3 separate regions of the Mus musculus genome follow, and all the other regions are linked to region 3. The links are chromatin contacts, called in public Micro-C and promoter capture Hi-C maps. All regions are on one chromosome and are shown on one strand. The core of a region is the stretch at or near the end of the contact, and the rest is flanking DNA. Distances in the headings are between cores, read along the strand shown.

Evidence for each region. Promoter capture Hi-C pulls out the DNA fragments that hold promoters and counts their contacts. A called contact is a pair of places that touch in the nucleus more often than the background predicts.
Region 1: a Micro-C map of embryonic stem cells shows a contact between it and region 3, with 1.8 times the contacts expected there. The contact joins the promoter of Src here to the enhancer-like site in region 3. A contact is called at or near these places in 1 of 484 Hi-C or Micro-C datasets (embryonic stem cells) and 1 of 115 datasets of contacts at active chromatin or transcription factors (pancreatic cancer cells).
Region 2: a contact with region 3 is called in a promoter capture Hi-C map of embryonic stem cells, with 6 times the contacts expected there. The contact joins the promoter of Platr27 here to the enhancer-like site in region 3. A contact is called at or near these places in 3 of 39 promoter capture datasets (embryonic stem cells and hippocampal neurons), 2 of 15 datasets of contacts at CTCF or cohesin (embryonic stem cells and stem cell-derived epiblast-like cells), 10 of 484 Hi-C or Micro-C datasets (the HL-1 cell line, embryonic stem cells, immediate neuronal precursor and 2 more), 12 of 115 datasets of contacts at active chromatin or transcription factors (embryonic basal ganglia, embryonic midbrain, embryonic stem cells and 3 more) and 2 of 9 other capture datasets (embryonic stem cells and pancreatic islet).

Annotation. Positions count from the first base shown.
Region 1 is chr2:157,422,109-157,425,842 of GRCm38.p6, forward strand. Src (Rous sarcoma oncogene) reads left to right here and starts at 2,185. Exons shown (of 15, transcript NM_009271.3): 1 at 2,185-2,306.
Region 2 is chr2:157,595,308-157,599,322 of GRCm38.p6, forward strand. It overlaps Platr27 (pluripotency associated transcript 27), which reads right to left and starts at 2,013. Exons shown (of 2, transcript NR_166472.1): 1 at 1,788-2,013; 2 at 272-678.
Region 3 is chr2:158,152,154-158,156,249 of GRCm38.p6, forward strand. No RefSeq gene overlaps it. Among named protein-coding and RNA genes, the nearest start is that of Tgm2, 7.8 kb to the left of the region's middle. Within about 2 kb of position 2,063, at least 158 of the 459 cell types and tissues checked have an H3K27ac peak or open chromatin away from gene starts, as enhancers often do. A contact at or near this core is called in embryonic stem cells, pancreatic cancer cells and pancreatic islet, where this site is marked.

The DNA of each region.
Region 1 (3,734 bases), core at 935-3,434, 730 kb before region 3:
CAGGCCATGGCTCCTGCCCTCAGGGTACAAACAGACACACCCAGAATGGACTTGGGGTTGTGTCTCTATCAGGGGTGTGTCTAGAAACGTGTCCTGGAGGATATGGCCCTTACCCAGGATCACGAAGGCCTGGGAGGGTGGAGGCTGGTGGTAGGGGTGGGCATTCCTGGTAGGGGTTACAGTCGGAAGCCCGGAGGGATGGTTAACAACAAAGAGTACTCAGAAAGTTCAGTAATGAAACCCTTGTGCTGGGTGGTTCTTCTGAGAACCTCTGATGTAAGGCTGCCCTCAAGGAGGGCACGTGTGAGGGAGGCTGTGTCTGCAGCAGAGCCAACAGCACTCTTCCACGTAAGACTGTGAGGACTTATCAGTGCAAACCTACCTCGTCTCTCTCATGGAAGCCTTACCCACTGGGCAGGCTGCTGGCATACTGCGGCTCAGGGGGAAATAGCATACGTTAGGTCATGCATATATTTGCACAACGGTGGAGCTCCGGGTTCAACCTTAGCCTGTCAGTCTAAAGTTTATGCTTTGAAGCTCTCTGTCTTCTCAGCTCTAGAACCACCCAGACCTTTCCTGTTGAATTTCTGGGGACAGATGTAGTGATACATTTGGCAAATAGTTAACCAACTCTCTGGAAGGAAAAACTAATGGGTTCATTGTCACATTTCTCCCCATTTCCAAGTAGAACGTACTTCCTCTGAGGCTGACACCAGGTGACCAGTCTGACATCACCAAGTATGGCACAGGGAAGGACACTGCTCAGTAAGTGCTTGCAAGCCGTTTGAGAGCCAGCCCCAGTGCCTCACAGGAAGAGTATCCACCCTCCCCTCCCCTCCCTCAGCCCAGAGTGGCCAGTAAAGGCCATTAGACAAATCTTAGGCATGGAGGAGGGCGGAGAAACCTGCTCCTCCAGCCAGAGCCTGCCCAGGGGAGCCCTGGGAAACTGCCGTTAATCTTTAAGCAAGCCCTGCGAACAGGAGTGGCTGGCTAGTTTGCCCGCTGTTCATGAGAAACCCTGAGCAGTCCCCGTGGCCACAGTGGGCTACCCTGGCCCCACTTGCTCTTGTCAGTGAGGCCCTCAGATCTTCAGCCTGGCCCACTCCTTCTTCACAACAGAGGGGGCTGGAACAGGAAGCTAGTGGACAGAACACACCCTGAGGCACCTGGCCTAGATGTGACCTCAGATCAGTCTGACTCAAAGCTTTGCCCTTTCCTGGTCTCCTGGGAGACATAGCTGTACCCTGGGGCTGGAGCCTCTCACAATCTAGGATGATGGGGGACTTGCCCTTTGGGAGGGATCTTTGCCAGAAGCCCAGGCCTGTGCCACATGAACCTCAGTTTCCCTGTCTGTGAGATGGAAGCACTTTCAAGGAAGGAACATGGAGATGGTTGATAGATGGTCAGGCCCATCTTTCCAGAGTGAACGGGAGGAGTCAAGGATGCTCCTGGACCCCCAACGGGCAGCGCTAGAACCTGGTGGTCTTTGAGACCAGCCTGAAGCCACATCTCATCCCGCTTGCCCCATTTTTCTTCTCTACTTCCTGTCCGGTTGGTTCTGTCATCCTCAGTGGCTGGCAACAAGCACACTGCCCAGCAGATGCACACGGTCTCCTTATGCATTGAAAGTGAATTTAGGCTTGGCCTAATTGAGCTGGGCCCCGCAAGTTCCTGCCCTCCATTGGCAGAGGCTGGAGGCTCCGCAAGTTCAAGGCCAGCCTTGGCCACATAGTGAGCCACTGTTTTGCCTTTTGATACATTTTAACAATACTGCCTCTCCCCCTCACTATTTCCCTGTCCCTTCGGTTCCAGTCTCTGAGGATTAGAGACACTCAGGGTCAAGGCTGGTGTGGCCAGTGCCTCAGTTTCCGGACAGTGCTAGCCACCGGTGCGTAGCTCAGGTAGCTAGGGTTGAACGCTAACGTGGTCCCGGGAGGCCGAGCCCGGCGCGTGGCGTGGGGTTGGGGGGGCGCCCCCGCGGGCGGAGCTGCGGGGGGTGGGGGGCTGGGTGCGGGAGGCGCGGGCCCGGCTCGCACAGCAGGTCTCCCGGGTCGCCGGCGGGGCCCGGGTCCGCGCTTCCTCCTTTCTCCGGCTCGCGGCGGCCGCGGCCCCTCCTCCCGCGCGCTCCCTCCCCCTCGCCGCCGCCGCCGCCACCGCCGCCGCCTCCTCCCTTTCTCTCGGTCTGTCTCTCCGGGCCCGGAATCCAACCGGCCGCCCCGCCGGAGCGGCCAGGCCGCTGCCCGCCAGCGCCGCGCGCCCCGCTGGGGTCCGCCCGGGCGCGTCCGGAGCTCACGGTCGCCGTGCAGGTGAGCGCCCCCGCCCCGCCGGCCCCGCGCCCTGCTGCGGGCTCCCGCCCTGCCCACTCTACGCCGCGGCCCGCGAGCTGCCCGCCGCGGCCTTTTGTTGGGATGCGCGGGGGAGGACGAGCGGGGTGCGGGGGGCACCGGAACGCGGGGACCCTCGGCCGCAGAGTCCCCTGGCTCGGTTAGGCCACATTTGAAAACCCGGCCGATCGGCGCCGCCCGCGATCGCGGCTGCTGGGCCTGGCGCCCCCGGCCCGGAGTGGGCGGTGGGGGTGGGGTGGGCGTTGGGGAAGGGGCACCTGGAGGGCCACACTACCTCCTTAGGTCTCACTGGGGCCTTGGGTAGGGCCTAGTGCTGCTGGTCTGGAAGAAACAGGGCCACCCTGTCCTCGCCCCCCATCCCCCCCAACCCCCAGCCTCGCCCCTGCGCAGGCCCAGCGACCGATGGACTCAGAAGTTGGCAAAAGTTTTGGGGTTTCACTACCGCCACCAGGTCCGCTTGCCCACCCAGGCAGGTACTGGAGGTGAGTTTGTGCCCCCTACTACGACCCACCACCACTTGTGCCTTAGTTAGCTCTCTGAGCCAAGGCCCTCCTCAGTGGTAGGTGGGCTGGTTGAAGGGTGGGGTGAACAGAGGGGACTCACTCTGGGTATCCATCCCATAAACCTTTGAGGCATTCCGATTAGAAAGGTGGACAGAGGTGTGTGAGGCTTCTGGGACCCTGAGGTCTTCCCGGCTTTACAGACTGCCCAGTGAAGGCAAGTGGTGTTGGGGTCATCTGGGTATAGGTCAGATTTAGTTACCAAGGTGGACACGGGGGCGGGGGCAGGGGCGGGGGCAGGGGACTCTTCCAACCTTATGGAGTCCAGGTGTCTAGGTTTCTTGTTTTCCTGAGTGACCTGAGCCAGGGACCGCCCCTTGGACTATTCACATCAGTGACTATTCCCTGCACTTCCGCAGCCCAGGACTTGGCATATATGGGGGGGCGTGCTCAATAAATGAGTCCCATCCTGGAGCTCGCTCGCACAGGATGGTTGAGGTACCTGTGGCACAGCTGCCTGCAGAAGCGGGTAACTCCGTGCTACAAAGGGTTCCCTTTGGCCTCAGTCCTCTCAGGGAGGATCGATCAGTTGGCTTGTGAGGTAGCTCGGTGGTAGAGCACAGGCTCAGCTTGTTCAAGGCCCTGGTGCTAGCTGCAGAACCACAGGAAAGAAAATGGAGCAGTTATAACCAGAGCTGCTGATATCCAGTGAACGCCTCCCGGGGTTAGCCTGGTCTGCAGCTGCAGAGGAGGATATAGCCTTCCTGAGGAGCTGTCTGGCTGCCCTTTAACCCACCGTGACGGTGAAGGGTGTGTAGTTTTAGATCAGGCACAAGGCATTGTTGGAAGTTTCCCTCCATATCTCTCGCACCTGGCAGAGACATAAGGC
Region 2 (4,015 bases), core at 763-3,262, 560 kb before region 3:
ATGAGGAGGCCTCCAATAATTATGGACTGAATGACTCAACACTCAAATTGTTTCTCCCCAAACAATCTTCAAGTTAAGCACTGTCTCAGGCAAGACTTTCCTACAGAAATTGACAACATAATTACATAATTGTATGGAATGGACAGGGATACAGGTCAATGCAAGAGATGAATCTTTCTTCCCACCACAGGGTCAGTTTCCATTACACAGATTTATTGTGACATACACACACACACACACACAAGCACATACATACATATTTGGCCAGATGTAGTGAAACATGCCTTTAATCTCAGGAATCAGAGGCAGGCAGCCTGGTCTACATAGTGAAACCCTGTCTACAAACAATAATGTATTTCTTTGAGACGAGCTCTCTATCTTATGTAGCTTCTTCCTTGGAGAAGACGTTCCCCTACTCTCAGCACTCCTTGGCTGCCTGTAATTGCAGCTTTGAAGCTCCATAAGCTCCACTTCCTCTGCCCACATGAGCATGTCTACTGGCGTCGTCCTTGTTCAGGCCATGTGTTGGCAGCCGCGTTAGGAAGACCTTATGGCCGCAGCTTCTGACATTTCTAGGAGACACAATCTCACAGGCAAATCCTCTGTTCTTCTGGCTCTTCAAGTCTTCTGCCCACTCTTCAGCCACGGGTTGTAGTTTCCCTTAATGGTCTTCATCTGCTGCAGAGAGAAGCTTCCTTGATAAGAGGTTGTTGGGAACTGGAGAGATGGCTCAGCAGTTAAGAGCACTGACTGCTCTTGCAAAGGTCGTGAGTTCAAATCCCAGCAACCACATGGTGGCTCACAACCATCAGTAATGAGATCTGACGCCCTCTTCTGGAGTGTCTGAAGACAGTTACAGTGTACTTAGATATAATAATAAATCTTTAAGAAAATTACCCATACACATAAAAAAGTGCCCAGCCATTGAGCTAGTCAAGGCATATCAAAATTAGCTTGGGGTGTGTGTGCCTTTCATTGGTGAATCCAGAGCGCTCTTGGGTGAGTGCAGCGCTTTCCCCAATGGGAACCAAAGTGGTTTAACTAATTTGCTGTTGTAAGAGGTGAGGACTGTGCTTATTTTATGAAAATAAGCATAGATATTAAGGATGTAGTTAGGGGTTATGCTGTTTAGTAAAGCAGTGGTTATAGGTGATAGGTTTTTTTCTTCAAAATCCATGACTTCAGTAGTCTTGGGTAACTGGCTAGGTGTCCAGGAGCAGACATGATTTCCCTCTCGTTGAGAAGATCTTAATGTCTAATTAGAGAGCTGTTGGTTACTGCCAAAGTATGCATGGCACTATTGCACCCTTACAGTTACTGTGCCATGCTGCTTGTGTGGTTCATGGGTGTCAGAGCTGGGTAGGGCTCTTGGTTGCTTCCCTTCTTTGGAAGCTTGCATGAAGCCTTCTGGTACCAGGAAAGCTATAGTCCTCAGGCAGGATTTATTGTTACATTGTATTTATTATTCATTTATTTATTATTTGCTTTGAGACAGTTTCTCTCTACGTAGTCCTGGCTGCTCTAGAACTCACTACACAGACCAGGCTGCCCTCAGACTCAGAGATCTTCGTGCCTCTGCCTGCCAAGTGCTCGGATGTAAAGTATGCACTACCACGATCTGTAGCGTGAACTACATTTAAAAGGCAATCCATGCTACGGCCGGCAAGGCACTGGCGGACAGGCCACCCGGCTCTCTAAGTTCCCATGGCCGGCCGCCGCCACCCCCCTCCCCCAGCCCCCCATGCTTCCAAATTCCTGTGGCAGGCTGGGATGCCCTGCCACCATACCTTTCTCTGGAACCCAGCTGAGTCGCCTCATGAAGGAAAACACCACACAATCTTAGTTTAGAATCAACAGGCAATACAATCGCTGGGTGCAGAAACTAGCATCCTGATTTTGTAAGCTATTCAAATTATAAATCCTCCAGGTGGTGCATCCCAGTGGATCTGCCACCTAAACCAGGAACCTCTTTCTACCTACATTGTGTACTCCACACTCTCTCCTGTCCAAAAGGAAGTCTCTTTCTCGTGCTTCCCTCTTCCTCTCACCGACCCAGAAGTCCCGCCTACTACTCACCCAGTGATTGGTCCCTTGAAATCTTTATTCATTAGGGGAAGATTTCTGCCACAGTGCTCTGCTACTGTTACCTTTAGGTGGCGCACGCCTTTAATCCCAGCACTCGGGAGGCAGAGGCAGGCGGATTTCTGAGTTCGAGGCCGGCCTGGTCTACAGAGTGAGTTCCAGGATAGTCAGGGCTATACAGAGTAACCCTGTCTCAAAAAACCAAAAAAAAAAAAAAAAAAAAAAAAAAAAAAAAGAACCAATTTCTAGGGCTGGGGCTGTAGTTTAGAGGTAGACAGCTTCTCTGGTATCCAAGAGGCGCTTGGCTCTTCCATACTACCAATAAACAAAAACAGCCTCCGAGCTGGGGAGATGGCTGAGTGAGATGCCTCAGGAGTGTAAGGGCTTGATTTTGAGTCTCCACGACAGTGCATGTGGGATCCTGTTCCGCCTCCAGGGAAATGGGAGGCAGAGATAGGAGAATGCCCAGATGCTCACAGGCAGCTAACCTGGGGTACACATCAACTAGCAAGGTGAAAGGTGAGTCCCAACAGCTGGGGTTAGCCTCTGACTTCCACATACTATAGCACAGGCATCTACATGTCTACATACACACATCATGCACATGCAAATCACACACGGTCACATACATACACTCTCATACACACACACTCTCACACACTCATACACTCAAACTCTCTCACACACACATACACTGTCACACACACACTCTCACACATTCACACCCACCCACACATATGTACTCACACTCTAACACACTCTACACACGTACACACACTCTCCCCACACACACATACACTCACACTCTGACACACACATACTCATACACACACTCCCCCATTCTCTCTCTCTCTCACACACACTCATACACACATTCACACACACACATATAGTCACATTCACATCCTGACACACACTCTACACAGTCACCCATGCTCACATACACTCTATCACACACATTCTCTCTTTCTCTTACACACACACACACACACACACACACACACACTCCTATTCAGTGATGGTGGCTCATGTCTCTAGGGTCTAGCAGTTGCAAGGCTGAGGTGGGATGACCCAATGTCTGCTTGAGCTACAGAGTGAGACCCAATCACAAACAACAAACAAATGAGACTCAACTTCACTGAAGCATATTTTACAAAATAAAACTAAATGAAAAATAAAGTACAGACCCACCCAGAGGGCTTGGGGTTACAGGCATGAGCCACCACACCTGGCTAACTGTATTCCTTTAACATCTTTGTCTAGCTTTGTCTGCAGGTGTCCTGGAGATGGTGGGCTGGGTTCTATTCCTTCTTGAATAAATTTTCTGAAGAAGCAACCATTTTGTTACAAGTTATTTATTTATTTATTTATTTATTTATTTATTTTTGGTTTTTTGAGACAGGGTTTCTCTGTGTAGCTCTGGCCGTCCTGGAACTCACTCTGTAGACCAGGCTGGCCTCGAACTCAGAAATCCACCTGCCTCTGCCTCCCAAGTGCTGGGATTAAAGGGGTGCGCCACCACGCCTGCCCAGCTTGTTACAAGTTATTTTAAGTGGATAGAAAGTTAGCCTTAGTCATACAGATTTAAAAAAAGACACAAAAATGAAACAAACAAAAAGACTCCATTTGCCCCATTTAAATTTATTTATGTAATTTTTGTGTGCTGGGTAATAGTTGTACCTCTGAGCAGGCCCTTGTCCCCTATTTTGACTTTTGATGTCTTAATTTACCTCATTCTATACTGTCAATCTCTTAACAAGCTAATGTAGCTGTCCTTTGTATAAGCACATAGTGGATTTTGCTCCATGCTTACAGTGTCAGCGTAGTCTAAATATCGCTATGTTCACTCTTACAAGTAAGATTTGTCCTCCTAGGTGCTCTGATTGATGTATTAATCTCTTTCTCCTGGTGGTTATGACTTCTCTCAGCTTTT
Region 3 (4,096 bases), core at 813-3,312:
AGTCCAGAGACAGAGTGGATCTTGGCCACCAAAAGCCACGGAATGGGTGGTAATGACGAGGGGTTCCTTTGGGCATGTAAAGAAGGTATTATAAAATTAGAGCGTGCTGGTGGCTGCCCAAACTTGTGAACCTGCCAAAACCACTTTAAATGGATGTCGTTTTTCTGGCGTGTGATTTGTAGCTAATGATATATATGTGATGACAGAATGTGAAGGAATAGTGTCGGCGAATTAAAAACAAAAGCAGAAAGCCAGGGCTGAGCTCGGAAGCCTTTGCAAACCCTGACCCACAGGCAGAGGAAGCCAAGCACATCTGGCCATTGGTGAGCGGCAGAGCTCACACCTGAAATGTGCAGCTCCCCTGACAGCACATGTATTCCTTTATTTGTGTACTTGTGAGGACACGCCAGTGCCACAGCCAGCGCATACACAAACACACACACACACACACACACACACACACACACACACACAGGTCAGAGGACTAGGTTCAGAGGACTGAATTCAACTCAGGATGTGAGCTTTGGGTGTAAGAGTCTTTAGTCTTTGTTGATGTCCTAAAAATGCTTTCTGGAACAGCCTACCTCCTCAGACCCTCATTTGGGAAAAAGTTTGAAACTCACTTTGCACAACACAAAATGTTATATAAAACACCAGCCACAACCCAAGCGCCCAAGAGGGCTTTGATAAACTAGCCACGCCCAAGATAATATAGCAACTAAAAGAAGGGGAGGGGTAGGGAGCCGAGGAGATAGCTTAGTCAGTAAAGCCCTACCAAGCAAACTTGAGGACCTCCGTTTGGATCCCCAGAACCTGTATAAAACTGAACACAGTGGAGTGCCAGTAATCTCAGCACTGGGGTTGGGGCGGAGCTGAAAGCAGAACCCTGAAGCTCATTGGTCAGCCAGTCTAGCCTTACACTTCAGGGTCAGTGAAAGACCCTGACTCAAAAAACAAAGGCAGACATTGTATCTTGCAGGAGGGAGGAGCTGACTAGGAACTAGGGGCGGGACTTGGGTGGGGGTGGAGGTATCATTTTCCCAAGTTGCCCACATTCTAGTCTCCTGCTCATGTTCATGCAACAACCCCAGTGAAACTAGGTGGATCAAGAGGGGAGAGGCACTGGACTTGTTAAGAAAGGAAGGGTTTTAGCAGGAGTAAGAGCGAATGAGAGAGAGGAAGGGCGTGAAGAACTCAGGATGGGCTTGTATGACATTTTCAAAGAGATGTACATATCTTTATTTTTCTGTTTACAGATGGACCTGGAGCTAGAGACAGTTGTGAACAGCCATGTAGAGTGCTGGGATCAAATCCTGGTCCTCTGCAAGAGTAGCCAGAGCTCCTCCCTACTGAGCCATCTCTCCAGCCTCAAAAATAATAAATAAATAAATAAATATGAAGGTGGAGAGCAAGCAAGAAAATAAATTTCATGTAGACCTTGTGTGTACTTGCGTTTGCACACATCCAGACTAACAAACGGGCATGTGCACCTCCCTCACACTTTTTTTTAAAGAATTTTTTTTTTTTAATTTAAAAAGAGACCGGGTTAGAAGTATGGCTCAGTGGCAGAGCACAAGGCTAGCTTGGCCCTGAATTAAATCCCTCCTCAGTTTTTTTTTTTTTTTTTAAAAAGGGCGGGGGTGGGAGGGGGCAAGAGTAGCTCGTTTTCTGTGTTGAGCCCAAAGGAATTCTGAGTCTCAGTGTTGAGCAAAGAGAGCAATTTGCAGGGCGGGGGTGGGGGCTCTACAAACCAGCCCTGTCGCGTGGGGACAGACGGTAAACATGGGCTCACAGAGTGAAGGTAAACAAGCAGAGGAGGGTTTGGAAAAAGCCAGCCAGAGCTGCCCGCGGTTCTGGGAGGGGCGCCGGCCCCAGTCGGGGTGGGTTGCTGCCCTTAAAGGTTTCAGTGTTCCCTGGGAGGAGACAACGTTTTCAAGTGCAGAAGCGACCTCCCGCCCCACTTTGGAGAAGGTTAATTTAGGAATGAATGAGCTGTTCTGAGCTCTCAGAATCGAGCTCTTATGGAAACGGAAACGCGGGAAACGCGGGGATTCACCAGAATAGAGGAGTGCTGGTAACTTGGGTGGAGGAAGTACAGAGAAGGGACACGCCCCCTGCACCCACAGTCAACCAAGAAAATACTGTGAATATTGGCGCCATATCCCTGCCAAAGCCACAAATGGGGCTAGGAAGAAAGAAGACTCGGGGGCCTCCACATCTGAAGCCTGTGGTTTCCCGGCTGCACGCTGAGCTTCTGAACACCACCCAGTCCTGTTTAAGTGTCTTAAAAAAAAAAGTTAGAGCCTCACTATGCTAGCCTAGAACTCATTATGTAGACCAGGCTAGCCCTTGCACTCTCAGAGATCTGCCTTCCTCTGCCTCCGGGGGTGGGGTGGGAGTCTGGGATTAATGATGCTTGCTGCTGAACCGCATCTTGAAAAAGGTCGCGTTCTATACACCAATGTTCAGAGAGGTGAAGCAAATGGCCCAAGGTCAGAGCACAGAAGAGACGGGGACGGCAGTCAACACTACTGGGATATAACAGAAGGTCAGCTGAGAAAGGACAAAGGTGACCACCCAAGTTCCCAAGGCCCAGCGGAGCTGCCTGAGATGCTGGGGTCCTCCACCCGCCCGGATTCTGCAAGGTTGCTCAGCTCCTCATCCCTCCCTCTGACTCAGGGTTGTGTCTGCAAGACACACCCAGTTCAGTCATTCAGAGCCAAGCGCTCCTTTCATGGAAACAAATGAGCCTCTAGGGCCCCAGTTGAGGTCGTCCATCTAATTCAAACACATTCACTGTACTGTATCCTGAGCTTCCTGAGGGCTTGTAGCAGCAATCCGTGAGACACTGAGGCTAGATCTCACTGTCACCCTAGGACTTGGAGATTCGGTTCACACCTGGAAGGGCATCTCTCCTGCCTAAATTGATAGCACCTTCTTTTTTTTTTGTTTTGTTTTGTTTTTCGAGGCAGGGTTTCTCTGTGTAGCACTGGCTATCCTCGAACTCAAAAATTCGCCTGCCTCTGCCTCCCATGTGCTGGGATTAAAGGCGTGTGCCACCACCGCCTGACTTGATAGCACCTTCTAAAGACACAGTTGGTCCAGTAAGTTTTGCAGCTGCATAATGGTCCCTTTCTACAAGCTCTTAAGACTGTCAATCAAATGGTCTTATCCAATTCTAGCTAAGGGCAGGCCAAACGCAGCCAATCAGACATTCTCCTGGGACTTTGGGTCTTTACACCAACAACCACCACTAAGGGTTGGAGTTTGCTGGTCCATTCCTAGTGGCTTCAGTTCGGGCCTTTCCTCAAGCTTGGCCTGCCTTCCTTCCTTTCTTCCTTTCTTTCTTTCTTTCTTCCTTCCTTCCTTCCTTCCTTCCTTCCTTCCTTCCTTCCTTCCTTCCTTCCTTCCTCTCTCTCTCTCTCTCTCTCTCTCTCTCTCTCTCTCTCTCTCTCTCTCTCTCTCTCTTTCTTTTTCACTCTCTAAAGAATCATAGTATTCTATTAGGAAAAGGCAGAGCTACATTGAAACAGGGGAGACAGAGTCTTGTGCTTTGAGATTGCAGCCATTGGAAGCCATGGGTATATCAACACTGGGAACAAAGGGAAGTTTTTAAAGGGGAAATGCGAGCTCTAGCAAGTATTGTGAAATAGTCATTGATGACTGATTAACCAAAGTGGCATCAGTCCGGGGTTGAACAGAAAGCTGCTAGACAGATGTCCCTGTCAAAGTGGCCTTTATACAAGATTGTGGACACTCTGCAAGGTTGTGGTTCTGTAAGGCATACATACAAAATAGCAGGTGCTTCACCCCCTTTATTTACTTCTTTGTTTAAGGTTGATACAGCTTTCACATTCTTTCTCTGTTCTTTGGAGACCCACATGGATCAGGAGCAGAGGCATACCTGTGAAGTGGTCATTCAAAATAGTGAAGCAAGCAAGGTATACTACCAGTCTCTAGGGTTCAGACAGAAAGTGTGTAACAGAGCACAGAGAGAAAGCAGAAAACGTACATTTCGAGTTGAAAAAGAGAACAATCCTCCTTGAATGCCGCTTTGTAATCTGCAAAGCTCTGAGCAGTGCCACTTGCCATTTTC